Linked DNA regions of Mus musculus: region 2 is linked to region 1. A link is a contact called in public promoter capture Hi-C data. All regions are on one chromosome and are shown on one strand. The core of a region is the stretch at or near the end of the contact, and the rest is flanking DNA. Distances in the headings are between cores, read along the strand shown.

The links. Capture Hi-C pulls out chosen DNA fragments and counts their contacts.
Region 2: a promoter capture Hi-C map of pancreatic islet shows a contact between it and region 1. The contact joins the promoter of Shmt1 here to the promoter of Rasd1 in region 1.

What each region holds. Positions count from the first base shown.
Region 1 is chr11:59,960,260-59,966,489 of GRCm38.p6, forward strand. Rasd1 (RAS, dexamethasone-induced 1) reads right to left here and starts at 4,685. Exons shown (of 2, transcript NM_009026.5): 1 at 4,261-4,685; 2 at 2,922-4,107. The coding sequence starts at 4,546. The coding sequence ends at 3,551. It overlaps Med9 (mediator complex subunit 9), which reads left to right. Exons shown (of 2, transcript NM_138675.3): 2 at 300-3,047. The coding sequence ends at 516.
Region 2 is chr11:60,807,875-60,814,917 of GRCm38.p6, forward strand. Shmt1 (serine hydroxymethyltransferase 1 (soluble)) reads right to left here and starts at 3,391. Exons shown (of 12, transcript NM_009171.2): 1 at 3,030-3,391.

The DNA of each region.
Region 1 (6,230 bases), core at 3,435-5,934:
AGTGTCCTATGTGTAGGGCCAGGTTGGTGAGACAGTTGTGATGAAGCCTACTTGGTCCCTGCCATCACAGAGTTAAAGTATTTGACTTGTCAAGTATGCTTTTATGAGCTTAAAGCTAAAGAACAAAATAAAACAAATAAAAGACCAATCCTTGTCTTCTGAGGTAGGCAACCTAGTTAGGGAACAGACATGTCTAACATCATTCTAAAAGGTATCAGAGGTGTAGAACAAGGAAGCCATTGTGGAGATGAGCTACACATGCTAATAACTGACTGCCTTCTCCTCCCCCTGTCGCCCAGCATGGACAAGGACAGCCCGGATCTCCACCAGGACCTGAACGCCCTCAAAACCAAGTTCCAGGAGCTGCGGAAGCTCATCGGCACCATGCCCGGCATCCACGTGAGCCCCGAGCAGCAGCAGCAGCAGCTCCACAGCCTCCGAGAGCAAGTGAGGACCAAGAACGAGCTGCTGCAGAAGTACAAGAGCCTCTGCATGTTTGAGATCCCCAAGGACTAGGCCAGCCCCCAGGAGAGCCGCCGCCAGACGGAAAGCATCACGCGGTGCTCCAGCTCCTTGGGAGCCCCGCTCAAAACTGGGAGGCCACATTCAGCTGGTGTGGGGCCTCAGTGCTATCTCAGCCCTGACCATGTCCCAGCAGATCTACAGGGCACAGAGGGAGAGGAAATAGCTGTTCCCTTCTTTCCCTCAGCTCCTCCCACTCCCGATAGCATCAGCATGGTATCAGGTACATACTGTTCCCATTAACAGCAGTTTCATGAAACATTTGCATAGAATTCACGGGGTAAATTAGGCCTGTACTCAGATGGCATGGATTTATTATAATTAAAGCAAGCTGTGAGAGTATGAACATTGTTTTGAAAGGCCAGAGGGTGGGTGGCTTCTCCCTTGAAACAGTTCACTTCCTTTTTTGTTTGAACTACTGAATGAAACTATATCTCTGGGGGCGTCAGCCCAGAGCTCCACGATCTAGCCACCAACTCCAGTTTCCAGCCTCCTGCATGCTAGCCTTATAGGCTCTTGCTCCCTTTATCTCTATCACTTCAGGCAGTGCTCAGAATAGCCGAAGCACTGCTTGCCTGGGGCCCTTTGTCCTTCCCACACTGGCTCAAAGAGGCTGTTAAGGAAGCGGCTCTGCCCTGATTCGTATGCCCTGGCTTACCTCTGTCTCCCCTTTAGCCAAGAAGTCACATTTGCTACTCTGCACATGGTCCCTGCACACTTCTGGTTTGGAGCAAAGTAGCTGGCAGGAGCAATCGGGGCAGTTTCTCAGCCAGGGTTATGTGTGGTTTGAAGGGCGTGGGGAGCTAAGTCTGGAGGTTCCATAGCTGTGTTCTACTTGTAGAGTGTACTCAGCGACTCGCAGGTAGGACACCGTGTTCTCTGTCTCTCAGGGACTGTTACACTGAGGGCACCATGGCCCTTTCCTTCTCAGGGGAAGGTGAGAAGAACCCAGTTATTGTTTGGATCTTGAAATGGGCACAGCCTGGGCTGACCAGCTGAGGACTTAGCAGGTGCCTGCCAACTGGCCTTCTTGGCAGGAGCGCTGGCTGGGGATGTTTGTTAGCAAGCATTCTGGTGGCATTGCCTATCCAAGCTGCCTCACACTGGGACCCGGAATGTGTGAAAGAGGGTTCTGACTTCCAGGTATTTGGGCAGAAAAGTGAGTTTGAGTAGAGGATGCCAGTTAAGCACCTCTGCCTTGGGACTGTTACTGAACTGAATCAGTTACTTGCTGCAAAGTTGAAGCAGTGGCTGGGCCAGTTTTAAGGCTCTGACTGGTTCCTGTAAGCGCAGAGCACATGAAATGCAAGGGCTTCAGCTCTTCCTGACAGGGAAGAAAGAAGGCGTCCTCGGAGGCTTCTGTTCCGTGTGGTGACCTGTCACATTTTCAGATATATAATTAAAAGTGTGGTCTGCTCTCAGGACACATGGTTTGCCTGTTGGCTCTGTCTCAGTGCTTGGATTCAGCCCCTGGAATTACAGGTTTTATAATGAAGAATTAGAGTGGTATGTTGAGTAGGTGGTGTAGAGGGAAATGTTCACTGTGCTCCTTCCACCCAGCATGTGCACCTGTTCAACTAGCACAAAGGCCTGCATGTCTCCTGCAGGGGAACTTGGGGAGCCAGCCAGTCATTGGTGAGAAGTGAGTGCCTTGCTGAGATTTGAGGAGGTGCAGTGCCTTGGAAGTGGCCCTTCCCAAAACAGGGTTGACAGGACACACCCCCATCCCCACCCCCACCCCCACCCCCAAGACACTTTCGAGCATCCCTTGAAGGTCAGAACTCTCTTGGAAAACCAAGTGCTTGGCTCCGCAGCTGCAGCAGTGTTGACTCCTTAGAGACCATATTGACTCCTGACCCTATTTCTCAGCTGCAGAATTGGAGGCTTCAAGGTGACACTTGAACCCTGAGTTGACAGTAGGAGTGGCAAGGAGATCTTGGTCACAAACTATGAGCCCTTAGCCAACAGGGGGATGGGAAAGTGCAGAGGAGCTGGGCCTCCCCTGCTTGAGTGCTTCTGGGAGCTGCACTAGAAGCGAGCTACTTTCCCTGGCCAGGTCCTGGGGCAACCCTGGGGCAAGGGATAAACACAGAGTGCAGGCATCTTCCCAGACACACCTCTCCAGCTCAGCCTCCTTATTTGTGGTAATCAGAGTCGGAGTGTGACAGCTTCCTGTCACCTGCCATGATTAGCAGGTGGCCTGTGGAGGAGAGTATGAATATTCTCCAAAACAAGGCCCCCTGGTATAGGCCAAGTGAGGCAGAGGGTAAACAGAGCCAGGAGGTCTAGAGCAGGTCCCACTTGGAAGTGGGAGGCCATTTTCCGAAAGCCAGGTCCCTCTCCAGTTCTTGGCCACTGGCACTGAGCACTGAGGCAGGAAACCTAAAAGCAAAGCACCATTTTCCGTTTCTAAATTATTTTATTTTAAATAAAAAATAATAATAAAGACCTCACACAATAGAAATGTAGAGATTTTGTTCATGTCACATTGACACTGGAACTATTAAAGTGCAAGTTTTGTGTTTTGTTTTTCTTTTGGGTAATTGCACACACACATGTAAACAAGTCACTTGGCTATGATTGAACACCCCCCCCCCCCACCTCCAGCCAAAGTTTCCAGTTTGCTGAGGACAGAGGTGGCTGACAGCGGCCATGGCAACACCAATCACAGACAAGATAATGCCCTATTATTAGTCCTGCCCTGAAGCGAGCAGGACAGTTACTTTAAGTCTCACAGGCTGATGAACTTCACACGCTTTTTCTCAAACCTCTTGAGAAAAATGCCAAGCGCCCCTCTGCTGGGTCCTGGCATCCCAGAATCGGAGGTGACAGCTCCTGTCTTAGCTAGTTCTCTTTCCTTTCACAGCAGGTGACTGTCCCTTACTGGCTTGGTCTCCCCGGGCTGGGTCTCAGGGAGGGAAGGAGAAGGCCAATTGGCGCTCCTGTGGCACGGACCGCTAGTCCAGGAATCCGATTTGACTTTTGAACAAAAAAGGTCCTCAGGTTGTGTGGCTGACCCTGGGGGCTCCTAACTGATGACACAGCGCTCCTTGTCCTTAGCCTGGCTGCCGACACTGGTTTTTTCACGAATGTACATGAGGTCGCTGTGCACGCTGGGTCTGCGAGCAAAGGGCGCCAAGATGCCAAAGGCATCGCCGTGGTCGCCCCCGCCTCCGCTGCCCGCACGCAGAAGCTTCTTGTTCCTCAGAGCCTTCTTGTGCAGTACGTCGCAGTACTGCACAGATACCTTGCGGTGCAAGTCGGGGCTCATCTCGCTAGGCAGCTTGGCCATGGCAAAGAGCGCACGGAACATCTGGTCCAAGCTGCTGTTCTTCTTGGCTGAGATCTCGAAGTAGGCACAACGCTGAGGGTCGTCACCCACCAGCTGCTCAATCTCCCGCTGCTCTACTTCCCGGTAGAAGTCCCGGTCCCCTTTGTTACCGCAAATGACCAGCGGCACGTCCACATTCTCTTTGGTTTTGTTCTTGAGACAGGACTTGGTGTCTAGGATCTGCTGTTTGAGCCTTTGCACCTCTTCGAATGAGTCGCGGTTGTCTAAGCTGAACACCAGAATGAAAACGTCTCCTATAAGGGAACGAGTGGGAAAGGTGAGGACAGCTGCCAGGCACAGAGCTGCAGACACCCCAGGTGAAGGGGCAAGCCCCAAGCACAACACACCAGCCCCATCCACTCCCCTCAAGACTCCGGTCCCCCTATCCCCGTCGACTCCCCACTCACCTGTGAGGATAGAGAGGCGCCGCATGGCGGGAAACGGATGATTGCCGGATGTGTCCAGTATGTCCAACTGGTAGACTTCGCCGCGGATCGAGTAAAACTTTCGGTGGAAGTCCTCGATGGTAGGGGTGTAAGCATCCTCGAAACGGCCCGTGAGGAAGCGCGACACAATGGCCGTCTTGCCCACTTTGGATGAGCCGAGGATGACCATCCTGTAGCAGTTCTTGGCCGGGATACTCAGTTCAGAGTCGCTTGGGCACATCTTCTTGATCATCGCGGCCAGTTTCATTGGGTAGAGGGGCCCCAGGGGCGGATGCGTGGCCGAGAGAAGGTAGAGAGAGGGCTGCAGAGAACTCCGGAGTGACGGAAGAGCTTGGCTTCGGGACTGCGCGAGCTGGTCTGGGCTCTTGGGTACAGACAGCAGGCTCAGGCTTTCCGCGCCCCACACCGCCCTTATATTCAGTTGGCCGAAGCCCGGCCAGGCACCTCCCAGCTAAGGTGCGTCACGTCCCGCCCCCGGACGCGCCCAGCTCCTCCTAGACGCAGCGACCTCCGCCTTGGAGCCTGAGGCTCCTCTTCAGACCTACGTGCGCTGAAAGGAAAACTAAATCCAAACTACGGCCAGTGGGATCCGGCGCTTCCCACTTTTGGCCGCAGAGGTCCTGGCTGTGCCTTTGATTCACTTACCTCTGGGATCTCCATTCTCTTAACACTAGTGCACAGACACCCACTTTTCTTGGGCCTTAGTTTCCCCAAAAAATATTATCTGATGATAGCAACAGATTTGCTGGACATTTGCCCCAGGGCCAACCCCTTAGGTCCCCGGACTCTTGGTGCTCTCCTGGGCTTAGTGTCCGGTGTTTGTGGGTTTTCTATGTTATCGTCCGCGCTTTGCGCTTCAGCCACCAGAGGGAAGCAGGGAGCCCCACGGACCCGCTGGGATGCCTAAGGTTGTGGCCACTCTGGAGAGGGGCAGGAGGCTGGCTGGGGACCCTGACGGGGAGCGCTGTCATGGACTTCCTGTGCTCTACTTTCCCAACTAGAGAGAATCTGATCGATGGGGACCTCAGTAGAGGAGAGTCTGTACCTGACTTCATACTTCGAGACAAGCCCCTTTAAAAAAAAAAAATCAAAACAGGCCAGAGTACCTACAGCCTCCTATGGCTTTCGGGACTTTCCCCTCTCGTGGGCCAATTCATCGTCATTTTGCACTGAGGTGGCTGACTGGGGCCGATGATCTCAGAGGAGGCCTGGAAGCACAACCTTCACTGTAGTTCAGTTTCCCTTTCTGAAAGATGACACTGGTTCCTTGATTGTAAAGATTAAGTACAAACACGTTCCGAGACCAGGGCCTGGTCAGAACAATAAAAGTATAGTATCAGGGAGGCTGCCTAGGGGAGGAAGCCGGTGGCAGGTTGATCAGTAACCAGGACTGAGTGATGCTTGAGGAGAAACGGGACGCGTCTGCTGCTTGTAACTGACGACACAGGTGAGCTGTGTTTATTCTGCTCTGACCTCGTCTTATTTAGGAGAGGCCCAGAGACCGAGTGGCTGACAAATGCCCCTTGCCCATCCAGGCAGTCTTGGTGTCCCACAGGCAGGGCTAAAGTCATTCCCACCCATCCAGATGCTTGCACTATGATCCAGGATTTCAACAGAAACCCAGTCTCTAGATCAGCAGTGGGCATCCTGCCTGGAGCCCATGCAACGTAGGTGTATTGATTTGGTGGTCCCTGTGCTAAATGATAATGCTCTCCCTGGAGACAGAGAAGCAACACTCTGCATTTAACAGATGGGGGAACTGAAGCACAGGGAAGCACGCTGCTGGCCACCTGGCTCCCAGTCTTCCCTTCCTCCCCTCTGCCTGTGCCCCCACAACAGAGCCCACTACACAGGCTGCTGCGGTTGTCTGGCCCGTTTCAATCTAGCAGGATATCCATATTCACTCCCCTTCCTCCCAGGCTGCTTCTACA
Region 2 (7,043 bases), core at 2,141-4,640, 850 kb after region 1:
GGCCATCCTGGTCCACAAAGAGTTCAAGGACAGCCTGGACTACAAATAAACCCTACCTCTAAAACAAAAAAAGCAAAACAGAACAAAACTGCATTCACATCTCTTCTCTTACTCAGTGGCTGGCAGCCCATCTGTCCTTTTCTGTTGACGTGCATAAACTTTATTTACAGGACAAGGACTTAATACTGTCCCTGGGCTACTACTTCTTGGTGCTGTGGTCAGCAAGCCCAGTTGGAGCCCTGCCTTTAAGGGGCTTCCTCTTGGTCTATGTATTCAATATTAGTCTATGGTAGAGAAGGCATAGCCCACTACTGAATGCATAAGTGCCCCCCTCCCCAAATTGTGACGAACTAAATGCTTCAGGTAAGAGGTAACCAGGGCAGGAGGCCACAAGGATACCCAGCAGAAAGCAGCCAAACACAAAAGAGCCTACTCTCCAAGAGGACATACTGTACACAGACAAAACCAAGGGGCAAACAATGCAAACACTCCCAACCCATAGGGCTCCTTCTATCTCTGCAGGAGGTAGACAAAGGAAGTGTTATCATCCTCAAACAGAAATCTCTAGTTAGGACTTCCAGAGTAGTTGTTATTTAAACACAAGCATGAAATCACCAGGCACAGAGCCAGATGCTCAAATGTGCTTCTGCCAGCCCAGCTGCAGCTCCCTGGGAAGGACATGTTTACAGAGATTTCAGATGCCTCTACTGCTCTGCATGTGTGTACCCTTCCTCTTTCTCCACCCCCTACCCCCATGGGGACTCCCCGGGCCTCAATCTTTGGGGCCAGTGAACTCACCCAAGAGCAGCTTCCCAATAAACCTACCTTTAATATAATCTTTAAAAAAAAAAAAAAAGACTTCAGATATCACGCCAAGGACCTTGGGCCTCTCTGGCTACCCTTGAGCTTCCTCTCTCAAGATCAGAACCCATGAAATCCCAGCACCTGTCTGGGCCCTTGGCAAGTGGGAACCAGAATCCACACACCAGTCAGGCTCGGACCTCTGCTCCCCAAATCCCAAGGACAACATTTTCATTAAACATTAACTGCTGGAGGTTAGAAAGGACCTAATCAATGTGAAGAGCAAATCTCCTAACCATCAAAGAACGAAGGTCCACTTAGAATCCTCTTCAGAGGGCCAGACATCTTACTCAGGAACATTTAACCCAGTGTCACTCAGGAGCATTCAGCCCAGTGGCTCCCACGCCTCTCCCCAGAGTGTCCCACCTGGTGGGGTTTTTGTTTTGTTTGTTTGCTTGTTTGTTTTGTTTTTGGAGACTGGGTTTCTTTGTGTAACAGTCTTGGCTAGACTGTTCTATAGACCAAGCTGGCCTTGAACTCAAAGACTGGGCCACCTCAGCCTGCAGAGCGTGGGATTGCCTGGTTCCCACCCTGCTTTTACCACTATGTCGGATCACAGTAGTGCATCCCCTTACTAAACTAATATATGTCCTTCCTGAAATAAGGTACTAAAATAAGCTAGTTTTCTCTGAACTACAAAAAAAGTTCAAATTCTTAAAAAAAAAATCCCATTTGTTTACTGTGTACAGGTGTAGGTACACGTGTTACAACACACAGAAGGAAGTTCCTAGGGGTAAAGTCAGTCCATTAGGCTTGTCTGTGAGTCCCCTAACTCAAGAAGCCATCTTGCTAGCTCAGAATTCTTCAAGGAGCTCAAGAAGCTTAGTGTATACTTGATTGATTGATTGATTGATTGATTGATTGATTTTAAAGACAAGGTTTCATGTAGCCCAGGCAGGCACAGAACTGGCATAGCAGAGAAGAGCCTGAAAGTTCTGGCCCACCCACTTCAGGAGTCCTCAGCTTATAGGCACGCCTCAGCACATTTAGTTTCATGGGATGCTGGACTGAACCCAGCTCCCTGCATTCCAGGCAAGCTTTCTACCAACCAAGCTGCTTTCCCAGGCCTAGCCTCAGTCAGGTATTTAATAGTTTTCAACAACAACAACAAGGTCTCCATATAGAACTATCCTGGAATCACTATGTAGACCATGCTGGCACTGAACTCTGCCTACTTCTACCTCTTTGTCTGCTGGGTGGGATTAAAGGCCATACACCACAATACCCAGGCCAGGGCATTAGTTTTATGTTTTTAGAGAGGGTTTTTCTATGTAGACCAGGCTGGCCTTGAATTCACAGAGATCTTCCTGCGTGTGCCACCACCACTCCTGGCTTACTTAGGGCTTACTTAGGAAGAAGATCTTCACACTATAGACTTTTGATTATTTTGTTTTCCAAGACAGGGTCTCTCTGCAGAGCCCTGGCTGCTGAACTGTCGTTTTTGAGCTAACTTTGGGGAAAACATACAGCATTTCCTTATTACTGTCTATAGGTCTGCCAAAGTCCATACCCACGTGTTAGGCTGTAATGGGGACAGGAACAGTGCGAGTCTCTCTGTGCCCTGCTTTATAAAGAGAGGAGGCTCTCAAAGGCCTTGGAGTGGCTTTAACTAAGGTCATATAACAGAGGCAGAATGTGAACTCCTGTTTACTTTTGGTGCTTCCCAGAATCCTGGGTAACACAATTACTCACCTCCATTCAATTTCCCCTCAAGGAAGAAATTTTAAATGTATTCTGTACGGAGCCTAAACTGGTGTTTCTGGTCCAGCAACTGCCTGGCTCAATTAAACACATTTGTGCTTGCTTCAGCTAACCAAAGGTCACCTAACTTCCAGACCTTGAAATAGAGGCACTGGGCTAAGAACGCTACAAGCCAACCTGTCCCCTAGATAGAGTAACGCACTGCAGATAATCAGGGTTGTACTAGTAAATCAAAAGCAGTGATTACAGACAAACCTCGGAAGCTTCGTTAACATGTATAAACCAAGGGGTTCCATCCCAGCACCACATGAACCGAGAGCGATAGCTCTTACTGGTGAGGTGGAGGCAGAACCATTAGAAGTTCAAGGTCATCCTTGGCTACACATCAAGTTCGAGGACAGCATGTGTGACACTCACACCTCAAACAAAACAAAAAGAAACAATCGCAAAGATTAGAAATTACATACCTTGTATTAGGAGCGTGGATTTTGTGAAAAGGTTCCAACCCTTGGTGCAGGGTGGCCTCCAGTTCACTTGGTTTCGGGAGCTGGCCGTAAACGTCTGTTCCTCCGGTCTTTATGAAAGGGACTAAACGCGTTGTGGTGGCGCACGCCTTTAATCCCAGCACTAGGGAGGCAGAGGCAAGTGGATCGCCGAATTCCTGGAGAGCGCGCGGAAAGTGACCACAGCAACACCTCCAGCCGGAACCCCGCAGCGGGCTGTCCTAACAGCCCAGCACGTGCTCCGGGAACCAGCCTCCCCACCACGTGACACACCACGTCCGGGGGAAACCCAAACTTGGCGCGCAGAGGCCGGAGCTCCACTAAACTCTCCCCAGCGCAGCCTGGTCCCGCCCCGCCCCTACAGCGGCCCAATCAGTGGGAGCATCCAGGTAGAGCCCGCCCCCAGCTGCCCACGCGCGATTCGCCCGCGCTCAGAGCAGGGCAAAGCCTGACGGAAAAAAAAAAAAAAAAAAAGAGCTCTGAACTGGAGGGGGTGGGAAGGAGGAGGGGACTGGGCGGTTCCTTACCTTGGGACCTGGGACTTTTGGGCAGTATTGCTGATTGTAGGAGTGTTTTGTGATCCAGAAGACCTGGATAGGATTGGGGATCGAGCCTGGTTCGGGTTCAGTTTCCAGTAACTAATGCACAAGTGTCCAGGGGATCTGCCTCCAGAGTTCTAGGATTAAAAGTATGTGCTACCATGCCTGACATAAATAGATCTTTTTTTTTTTTTTTTTTTTTGGTTTTTTGAGACAGGGTTTTTCTGTCTAGCCCTGGCTGTCCTGGAACTCGCTCTGTAGACCAGGCTGGCCTCGAACTCAGAAATCCACCTGCCTCTGCCTCCCAAGTGCTGGATTAAAGGCGTGCGCCACCACCGCGGGTCCTGGTGTCAGCCCACAGTAATCCCTATCTCAAATAAATAAGTAAACAAAAAAACAAACAAGACAAACAAAAACCCAGCTGGCATGACCAGAACTCTACAGGCTTTGGCAGAGGGATCTTGAGACAGAGGGCAACCTGACTAAATACCAAGATTCAGGCTAGCTGGCTGTCTCAAATATTAAAATGAGGCTGGCTGTGTGGCTCGGTGTTAGAGAGCCTGCTTAGCCTAAACAAGAGTTTGCGTTGTTTGTGTTACACACGCTAGTAAAAACGAATGAAGCAAATCATATTGCCATGGGGCTAGAGAGATGGATCAGTGGTTAAGAGCATTTGTTGCTTTTGCCGAGGTCCTGAGTTCAATTCCCAGTACCCACATGGGTGGCTCACAACCATTTATACCTTCAGTTCCAGGGGCTCTGATGCACACTTCTGACCTCTGTGGCCAATGCATGCATGTGGTACACACATACATGCAGACAAACACTTGCATATATAAATAAAATAAATTTTTAAATATATATTATTGCCATGTGTGCATAAAAATATAAAAATACATTGTTTAGTAACAAAATTAATTTAAAATGATAAGATTTAAAAAATCATTTTAGAGTCAGGAGGTAGTAGTGCAGCCTTTAGTCCCAGCCCTCAGAAGGCAGAGGCAGGCAAAAGGGTGTTAAATCCCCTAGAACTGGAGTTATAGTTGGCTGTGAACCACCACAAGGGTTCAGAGAACAGAACCTTGGCCCTCTGCAAGAGCAGCAGTGCTCTTACCCACTGAGCCATCTCTCCAGCCCCTAATTTAAAAAAAAATAGATTTAAATAATAAAAATAAAAACAAAACCCCACAGGGCTGGAGAGATGGCTCAGCAGTTAAGAGCACTGCTGCTCTTCCAGAGGACCTGGGTTCAATTCCCAACACTCACATGGCAGCTCACAACAATCCGTACTCCAGTTCCAGGGGATTTAGCACCTTCGTATACATACAGGTAAAGTGTAACTTTGACAATATGTTCTCATTCTCTGGCTGATTCTGACTTCACCTGTGTCTAACTTGTTCTCTCTCTGCAACCTGTCTCTCTCTAACTGTCCCAGCAAAACTGCCTCCTCCTCCTCCTTTTTCTTTTCTCTCTGTGCTGTTCTCTCTTAAGTACCTGTATTAGTCAGGGTTCTCTAGAGTCACAGAACTTATGGGTAGTCTTTGATGACTTAGAATCTGAAGTCCAACTCCCCAACAATGGTCAACAGCAGCTGTGATTGGAAGTCCAAGGATCTAGCAGTTGCTCAGTCCCACAAGGCAAGCAGGCAAAGAAGACTGAATCTTCCTTCTTCCAATATCCTTATGTAGGCTTCCAGCAGAAAGTTGTGTCCCAGATTAAAGGGGTAAACCACCACCCCTGAATCTTGGACTTCCTTGTCCCAGGCTGACCTTGAACTCAGAGATCTCCTTGCCTCAGTCTCCAGGGATTAAAGCCATGTACTACCTTGCCTGAGCCTAAGCTTCTCATGGCCACTATGCCTCAAGATCTCCATGCCAAAGATCCAGGTCAGAAATATGTGTCTTTCAGTCTCAAGATCTGGATCACAGGTGAGCCTTCCAATTCTGGAGTGTAGTTCATTCCAGATATAGTCAATTTGACAAATAGGAATAGCCACTAGAGTATCCTCTCTTTTCTTTCTGTTCTTATGAGAGTTGGGAATATCCTATTTTGTCAAATCTTTCTCTGTTTCATCACTTTGTTTGTCACTCAATTAGACATCACTTTCAAACATGGGTTCTTTCTACAAACTAACTTTACTGAAAATACCCTGCAACAACAAAGCACCAATGCACATAAAATTAAAATAAGTAAGTCTGGGGGCTGGAGAGATGACTCAGAGGTTAAGAGCACTGACTACTCTTCCAGAAGTCCTGAGTTCAATTCCCAGTAACCACATGGTGGCTCACAACCATATGTAATGGGATCTGATGCTCTCTTCTGGTGTGCCTGAAGACAACGACAGTCTACACATATGCATTAAATAAATAAATCTTTAAAAAAATAAGTAAATCTGATTTGTTTTGGTTTTCAAGGCACCACTAGCCTCTGGCTATAAATCTTTAAATTAAAAATAAAACAAACGGGGCTGGTGAGATGGCTCAGCAGGTAAGAGCACCCGACTGCTCTTTTGAAGGTCCTGAGTTCAAATCCCAGCAACCACATGGTGGCTCACAACCATCCTCAACGAGATCTGACTCCCTCTTCTGGTGTGTCTGAAGACAGCTACAGTGTACTTACATATAATAAATAAATAAATCTTTGAAAAAAAATAAAACAAAACACCCCCCCAGTCTCTAGTTGCATATGTAGCAAAGGATGGCCTAGTCGGCCATCAATGGGAGAAGTGGCCCTTGGTCTTGTGAAGATCATATGCCCCAGTACAGGGGAATGCAAGGGCCAGGAAGCTGGTGTGGGTGGGTTGGGGAGCAGGGCGGGGGGGGGGGGAGGGGGGAGGTATACTGGCTAGTTTTGTGTCAACTTGACACAGCTGGGGTTATCACAGAGAAAGGAGCTTCAGTTGAGGAAATGCCTCCATGAGATCCAACTCTAAGGCATTTTCTCAATTAGTGATCAAGGGGGAAAGGCCCCTTGTGGGTGGGACCATCTCTGGGCTGGTAGTCTTGGGTTCTATAAGAGAGCAGGCTGAGCAAGCCAGGGGAGGCAAGCCAGTAAAGAACATCCCTCCATGGCCTCTGCATCGGCTCCTGCTTTCTGACCTGCTTGAGTTCCAGTCCTGACTTCCTTGGTGATGAACAGCAGTATGGAAGTGTAAGCCAAATAAACCCTTTCCTCCCCAACTTGCTTCTTGGTCATGATGTTTGTGCAGGAATAGAAACCCTGACTAAGACAAATTGGTACCAGGAGTGGGGTATTCCTGTGACAACCTGACCATGTTTTGGGGAGGACTGTGGAAGGACTTTGGAACTTTGGGCTTGAAGATCCATCCGTTGTTAAGAGCTCTGTCGGATGTTGTGTAGGAGCTTGGAAGATAATGTTGAGAACACTGCAGAAGATGGAGGTCTGGTTTGTGAAATTTCAGAGGGAAAATTAAAGACTC